Regions from separate parts of the Macaca mulatta genome. Here region 1 is linked to region 2. Evidence: chromatin contacts called from public Hi-C data. All regions are on one chromosome and are shown on one strand. Each heading gives the region's core, a stretch centred on a gene start, on an enhancer-like site or on the middle of the called end of the contact. The rest is flanking DNA. Distances are from core to core; before and after follow the strand shown. Region 1 has its middle 84 kb from the start of MYO3B. Region 2 overlaps LOC144333275 (myosin-IIIb-like).

Evidence for each region. Hi-C and Micro-C count contacts between places; a contact is called where the count stands out from the background.
Region 1: a contact with region 2 is called in a Hi-C map of fetal cortex germinal zone, with 4 times the contacts expected there. The contact joins two enhancer-like sites. A contact is called at or near these places in 2 of 14 Hi-C or Micro-C datasets (fetal cortex germinal zone and fetal cortical plate).

Annotation. Positions count from the first base shown.
Region 1 is chr12:75,256,205-75,260,188 of T2T-MMU8v2.0, forward strand. No RefSeq gene overlaps it. Among named protein-coding and RNA genes, the nearest start is that of MYO3B, 84 kb to the right of the region's middle. Within about 2 kb of position 1,982, at least 5 of the 40 cell types and tissues checked have an H3K27ac peak or open chromatin away from gene starts, as enhancers often do. A contact at or near this core is called in fetal cortex germinal zone, where this site is marked.
Region 2 is chr12:75,177,928-75,181,668 of T2T-MMU8v2.0, forward strand. It overlaps LOC144333275 (myosin-IIIb-like), which reads left to right. Exons shown (of 9, transcript XM_077956520.1): 9 at 1,758-3,741. The coding sequence ends at 1,907. Among named protein-coding and RNA genes, the nearest start is that of MYO3B, 160 kb to the right of the region's middle. Within about 2 kb of position 1,809, at least 3 of the 40 cell types and tissues checked have an H3K27ac peak or open chromatin away from gene starts, as enhancers often do. A contact at or near this core is called in fetal cortex germinal zone, where this site is marked.

The DNA.
Region 1 (3,984 bases), core at 732-3,231, 78 kb after region 2:
GGTAACTTTCTATTTGCACCTGACTATATCTTATTTCTTTGCACACCCTCTTCTACCACTCACACAGCCAAGTGTCCTAATATGCACATTTCTTCAAGGTTTCACCTTTTCTCACAGTCACAAATGTGTCTAGACCACAGTTCAGGTTTGTTGTGATTTCATGATATGACTACTTTAAGACTGGTCTGGGACAGGATAAATTGATAGAAGGGAGCTGAAATGTGACAAGCATCCTTCTCTGACCCATCTAGACAGCATTTACTTATCTATGAGCAAACTGAGTGTGAGAATGGCACCCCTAATAGTTAGTACAGCTCCTGGCTTTTAGTAGGGGCTTACCGTGCCTATTTAGTGTATTGCTGAACAAAGGAATCCCTGACTAAATGTGAGTAGATGTCATGTCATGCCTAGGCAAGGGTTCTGACCCCATTGACAAAGGACTTGTTGGTGGTGATTAATAAACCAGTTCTTTTTTTTTTTTTTTTTGAGACGGAGTCTCGCTCTGTCGCCCAGGCTGGAGTGCAGTGGCCGGATCTCAGCTCACTGCAAGCTCCGCCTCCCGGGTCTACACCATTCTCCTGCCTCAGCCTCCTGAGTAGCTGGGACTACAGGCGCCCGCCACCTCGCCTGGCTAGTTTTTTTTTGTATTTTTTTAGTAGAGATGGGGTTTCACTGTGTTAGCCAGGCTGGTCTCGATCTCCTGACCTCGTGATCCGCCCGTCTCGGCCTCCCAAAATGCTGGGATTACAGGCTTGAGCCATCACGCCCGGCCTAAACCAGTTCTTAAGTTGTGATCTAAGTTTGATCTGAACCAAGAGGCAAATGCCATCAAAGTGAATCCTGCGTGGAAGGCTGGAGGGAAGTTTATTTTGCAATTAGCTAAGGATAAAAGAGACTTTTCCGAGTTTTTCCTTGGTAGCTCTGCAGACCACTATTCTAACCACATTCACTAAGGGTCAGAGGCCAGTTTAAATCATTTCTGCTTGTTATCCAGGGAAATCACACCTACGTACAGTTTTGGGGGCATGTTTCCCTACAATTGTTGTTTGAATTCTGGTTGCACTTAAAGCTGATGAGTTTCTTGGTGCCTTCTATGGAGTGCTGATTTCCACCTACATACCTGCAAATGTTTCTAAGCTACACATAGAGGAGCTATTTATATTTCATTTGTGATATAATTATGGTGTTTTGTTTTCTTAGCCATTGTGGAATTGAAGGGCCTAGACAACTGGATATCTGTTTTAGACAAAGGCAATAAATACATTAGCATTGCCCCTTCTTCTGCTCCCAGTAATTGGCATTCCTGCTTTCTAAATTTGTGAGTTTTTGACTGTAATGAGAAATAAAATATTGCACTGTTTGGCACTTTGAAGTTGGCCTGCCTGGGTTGTTCACCTTAATACTTAACATCCTTGAGAGAGTTGTTTCACCTTTCTGAACTTCATTTTCCCCCTCTGTAAAATAAGAGTTATGACCTTTCTCTGGAAGGGCAGTAATATGGATTATGTGAGGCGTGTAGATAACATGTATGGCCAAGTGCCAAACATAGTGCTCGGTAAGTACATGAGAGCTCCCCATATACATACTAAAAAAATAAATAAATAAAGGTTAGGGGTGGGGGTTAACCTTAGAAAAGTGATTCCAGATGAAGAGAGGGAAAAACCTACAGCTGAACTCATCTTCAGGGCCAGCCTTGGTCTATGTCTAATCTTGCTGCTCTCTGATCCAGTGATAGCATCTCTGCACTTGAACACTCAAAATGTTCCTGAAAGGGACCTACATTATTCAGATATGCAGCCAGCCACCTGGACCCTAGAATCAGTTTTAATGTGAGCAAGCATGATCTCTTAAAAATGCTCCTTTGAGAATATACTGAATTCATTTTGTATTGTTTCCCCCTCTTCTGACAGGGCCTCTCTTCCTCTTTCCACGCCCACCTCTTGGCTACCCTCTCATCCCAGCAGCTGCAGGCAAGATTTCTCTCCAGCTGTCCATCAAGTCTTCAAAAGCCAGCCGGAATGTAATTGTAATCTATTTTCCACCCCTCAATAGTAGCGGGTGAAACACACACACAGACACACACACACAGACAGACACACAGCTCAAAATTGCAAGGAGATGGGAGCCAGAGCTACCTCATGACTCACGCAGAGCCCTGCATGGATAATTACCGCCATTCATTACTGGCCCAGGAAAGAAAACAAGGGTCCAATTGGGTTTTCGTGAACCACAAGCCTGACAAGTAAGAGGGGGAAAGAAGGCGACTGTGCTCCCTCCCTACAGCCCCCCTGCCAATGCCATTTTCAGAAAAGTAACATCCTGCTGGCCTTCTATTCCCAGCACACATCTTTTATTATGTTTATTTAGTGTGCAGTTTAGAATTGGTACTGTGGCCAAATTCTGCCAAGCACCTCTCCCCAGAAGGCCTCCATAACCTTGAGCCAGGTCCTTATTTGCCTATTTTCCTGTATAAGGGCTAAATAGGTTCAGTTTCATTAATTCATGTATATGTTCAACCAACAATTTTCATGAATTCACAGAAAAGAGCTACATTCTGTAGGAAATGTCCAAACTGCATTCATCTCAATGAAGTGTGTGTGCTTTGCTCCCCACTCTAACCCCTGCCTGGTAATATCTCTTGCAGCCGTACTAGGGTGCCATGTGCTGGCTCATCCCACTGAAAGCATTCTCTCCCTCCTCTCAATTCCCTTGGTTGTGCTCTCATCTTACCACCTTTCATTAGATCTTTAACTTGTTGTGGACAGAAAACATCATTAAGAAATGGGGAGTATATACAAAAATACATCTAATCAGCTTTCAGCAGAGTTTTTTATATTGTTGGTGGGAAATTCAATTAAACTATATTGAATGAATGAATGATCAAATAAAGAACTATGTATTTTAAACTAAATGTTTTGTGGTGGCTATGGGGAGAGGCAAGTCCTAGTGAAACAATAGGATTCGGGTTAGTTGGCAGAGTTGGAAAGTCCTTCTAGAATGGGAAGTGTTGGAAGAAAAGCATCTTGTACTGGTGCTGGGAGTGAATCTCTAGAATTAGAATACGTAGAAGACTACACTATGGCTATATTACTCAACGTTGTATTTCTTACTCAGCATTGCTCAGTTTTGTGCCCACTATGCCACTCAAGGCTGGTCCATCAGTATCCATGTATTTCATTTGGCAGCAGCCATTCTTTGCAGGAGCTCATTAACTGTATGGAATTTGTACTGGGTGATTATGGAACCAATTGACATTTTTAGGACTATCAGGTTTTGCTCCAAATTACAGGCATCTTGTTGTTCTTAATGTTTTATTCTGTTGATTTGTGGTTCTCACAAATCAGTACACAAATCTCTATTTCTTTTGCTTCTGAAAAGACTGAAGTTTTAGGAATTAGAAGCAGCATTTAACTTACGATTCCTGAGAGTCTGCATTATTTTGCAGACTGATTGACTGATTTCTCAGAAATTTGTCATACCATGTCAGAGATAATCTGGAGAATTAGTGAGAGTGCAAAGACTTACAATTTACTTATAATCCTTTTTTTTTTTTTTTTTTTTTTTTTTTTGAGACAGTCTCGCTTTGTCGCCCAGGCTGGAGTGCAGTGGCCGGATCTCAGCTCACTGCAAGCTCTGCCTCCCGGGTTTATGCCATTCTCCTGCCTCAGCCTCCCGAGTAGCTGGGACTACAGGGGCCCGCCAACTCACCCAGCTAGTTTTTTGTATCTTTTAGTAGAGACGGGGTTTCACCGTGTTAGCCAGGATGGTCTCGATCTCCTGACCTTGTGATCCGCCCGTCTCGGCCTCCCAAAGTGCTGGGATTACAGGCTTGAGCCACCGCACCCGGCCTACAATTGATTGTTATTTTGTTCTTAGATGAAATAATTGGCCTAGTATTCCATATTCCCATATCTCACAGTGTTACAATCTTCAAAACTTCAGCCATACATGCATATGCATATAGACACATATATAGGTGTGTAT
Region 2 (3,741 bases), core at 559-3,058:
GTTTCATGCTGCTGTAACAGATTATCTGAGACTGGGTAATTTATAAAGAACAGAAATTTATTTTGTCACAGTTCTAGAGGCTGGGAAGCCTAAGGTCAAAGTGTTGGCATCTGGTGTGGGCCTTCATACTGCGTCCTCACATGGCAGAATGCAGAAGGGAGCAAACCCAGTCCTGCAAGCCCTTTTCATGGTAGTATTAATCCATTCACAAGGGCAGAATTCTCATGACCTAACCACCTCCCAAAAGGATCCACCTTCCATTGGTTGCATTGGGGATTACATTTCTAACACATGCATTTTGGGAGACATGTTCAGACCATAGCAGTTATGTTATGATTCTCTAGATCAGAAGTCCAGTATGAGTCTCACCAGGTTAAAATACTCTTCTCCATTTGGAAGTGTCCCAGGCATCTCAGACTTAATATATCCTAAATGGAGCTCCACTCTTCACCCCAAACCTGCTCTTCCTACTGTCTTCCTCATCTTAGTAAATACCAGTTCTATTCTGGTGGTTGCTCATGTCAAAAACTTTGGAGTTTTCCTTAGCTCTCCTTTCTTCTAAGCCCTGTTCAGCAAATCCAGTTGGCTCTACATTCAAAATTATATCTAGAATCTGATTATTCTCACCATCTCACAATCTCTCATCTGGATCCCTGCAGTAACATATTGAACTGGTTTTGTTTCTTCTTCTCATAATCTATCTTCTGCACAGTAGCCAGAGTGATCTTGCTAAAACATAAGCTAGATCTGTCACTCCTCTGCTCACCACAGTCGGTTGTCCCATCTCATTTGGAATAAAAAAGCCAAAGACATTATGACGGCCTAAGAGGGTGGCTCTATTACTCTGGTCTTCCTGTGCTCACCGTTACAGGTGTTGCCCCCTCACTGGTGTTTTGGATCATCAGAAATCAAAGTTTCCCACCTGGCCATGGCCATCGATCATCCTGGTGGCAGACTTTAAGTGAAATAGGGGTTCCTGATCCTCCACGTCCTCTGGCTCACTCCCGACTTCTCCTATCGCCATTGTGATAGTCATCAGAGTCTGAGTGTAGAAGATGTTCTTGACTGACTCAATAAGTTGATAAAAACATTCCTCCACAGGGTCACGTACTCCTCAACCCAATGACAAGCCCAGGGTCATTTTCTGGTTCTGCTGCTCTTGTACCTAGTCAGGCCAAGTAACTGGAATGGCAGCTGTTTCTACGATGTACACCATTGTTGGAGTTTGAGGAGGGGAAAGATGCTCTTAGAAAAAGGAGAGGGTGGAGTGGGGTCATTTTTACTTTATATTAACCATGTGAGTCTTCCAACAACTCTCTGCTTAGCTGGTCATACTCTTGGGGATTTCATGCATCTCAAAGTACACAAACATCTTTGAGAACAATTGTTTCTTGTTATTGAATTCAGTAGCTGGTAATGAGGTGAAGGATGTAGACAAGCCTTTCCTTAAAGAATAGCAGGGTTGGGATGGTGTGGTATACACTGGCTTTCTCCCCTTGTGCTGTTCTTGGTACTTGGACGGTTCGATACATGCTTTTTAAAAACAAAACTGACACATTTTTAAAAGTTAATGAACGAATAAGATAACAAATTAGTTATGCACAAATAAGGCCTAGAATACACACATCTCATTACTGGAATTCAATAACATTGTGGCCAAGGAAACTGTGAAGGGGGCTAAGATCAGCCCAGGGCCTTTTTAGGACATCTGATGTGGCAGTCGGATTGATGTGTTGTGTCCCGCTTTTGTCTAATAGGTCATTGCCTGTGAGCAGCAGTATGACTCTTCCTATGATGCTCGCTGTGACGTCTGGTCCTTGGGGATCACAGCTATTGAACTGGGGGATGGAGACCCTCCCCTCTTTGACATGCATCCTGTGAAAACACTCTTTAAGATTCCAAGGTAAGACACAAGATGGCGCTCTTGACTCATTAGTACTTTGTGAAAGTGTCTAGTTAGAGGGATAATAAATAGTTTGTAAGCAATTTCCCTCCAAACCTGACAAAGCCTGATTGTGAAATATATTTTCTTTGAAAAAACAAGGGGGGTGGAGGGGGATCGAGAAGAGGATGTTCCTGAAAGATAACATACCCCAAGGAATAATAAGACCATGTTGGAACAATTGCATATTTTTTAGCACTCAGCTTTTTCTGAGATATTCATTTTTTGTACTTTGCACGATAAGATTACGAATGGAATTGTGAATTAAGTAATCTGTCTAAATGCTAATGTTTTCTTTTTAATTACATACTTTCTCTAGTATTCAGTGTAAACATATGTGTATCATATTGCTGTATTCACTCAGACCAGTATTGAAATGTATCAGAAAATGTTACATCAGCACTATAGATCTTACTCTCCATCCCTTAATTTCTGTCTCAATGGAAAATTGTGCAGAAAGAGGTCTGTTTGGAGAGCATTTAAATGCAAGTATACTTTCTATTCTGTGTATTCATTAGGGGTTTGTACAAGAGGTTGGGTTGTGTTTCATTGGAATCGGGCTGATGTGTGGCCAGCTCACAGCTCTAGTTACAGAAAATGAAGCTATCCAGGGATGCCTTCCCAACCAGGGTGCAGATTGAGAGATAATTTGTACCTTCCAAATGTCTCTTTCAAAAGAAGGCTCTGGGCAGGCTGGGAGCCATTTAACTGCCTTAACAATACAAGTGTTGACCTTTCCTTATCTGCACAATCACACAGCTATCACAGCCTTTAAAAATTTCTCCTGATTGCAATTTGCATTTCTGATTAGGTCTATTTATATGCAGATGAGGCTCTCTGGTGTTCATCATCATAATGTTATCATTTTATACCTAATCCAGATGTGAACAACCACCAACCACTATTCCAAAAATGATTCCCACCCAAGCCAGAGTTAGTCTTTTGGCTTTTTCGAATCACAAAAACAGGTCACAGTGATTAGAGGAGCAGACGAAGCACCTGGCTTTTTAGATTAATAGTCTGGTGAGCATTCAAAAGGATATAAGAATGCAGTAGCTAAAAGCTGCATTGTGTACAGTAATAAGTCAGAAAATGGGAAATGGTGTCTGGAAGGATTTGTGTGTGCGCTTTGATTTTTTACAAATGGTTTACCCCTCACCATTTATTTAATGTGGCAACATAATTTCCTGAATATCAGGATTAAGGTATAGCTTCTTATTAGCAAAATACTATGTAGTTTTGATAAGAGATCATCTATATTTTTTTCCTTTCTTGTTATGCATTTGTATATAGACCAGGTGTTCAAAAATTTCTTAAGGTGATAAATGTGAGGCAGCTAAGAGAGAGAGAGAGAGAGAGTGTGTGTGTGTGTGTGTGTGTGTGTGTATGTGTTTAAATAGACCCTTCCACTCCAGTGACTCCACTTAGCTTGCTTCTGTGCCCAGCCAAGCTTCTGATCTCTAATAATCTCTTTATTCTCTCACTACTCATCTCTTCCATCTTGGGAGAAGCCTCTAGATCTCCAGATGTGGGATACGAGTAACTAAGTCTCCACTGCCTGCCTCGGGACAGAGTGGATCCCAAGAATTGGGCAATTGTTAGAAAAGGATCCTTATCCCAACTTAGTTTAAGGCTTTGCTTCTCTCCTCCTAGTGTAACCTCCTGCCCTTTTAATGTCTCTTGGTTCCTGTGCAAATGATGAATCAGATCGAACTAGGCAATGTCAGCAATAATCAGTCAGCAGATTCTCAGTGTGATTATGTGTGCTCATGTGCGTTCAACACTTGCCATTGTCACAA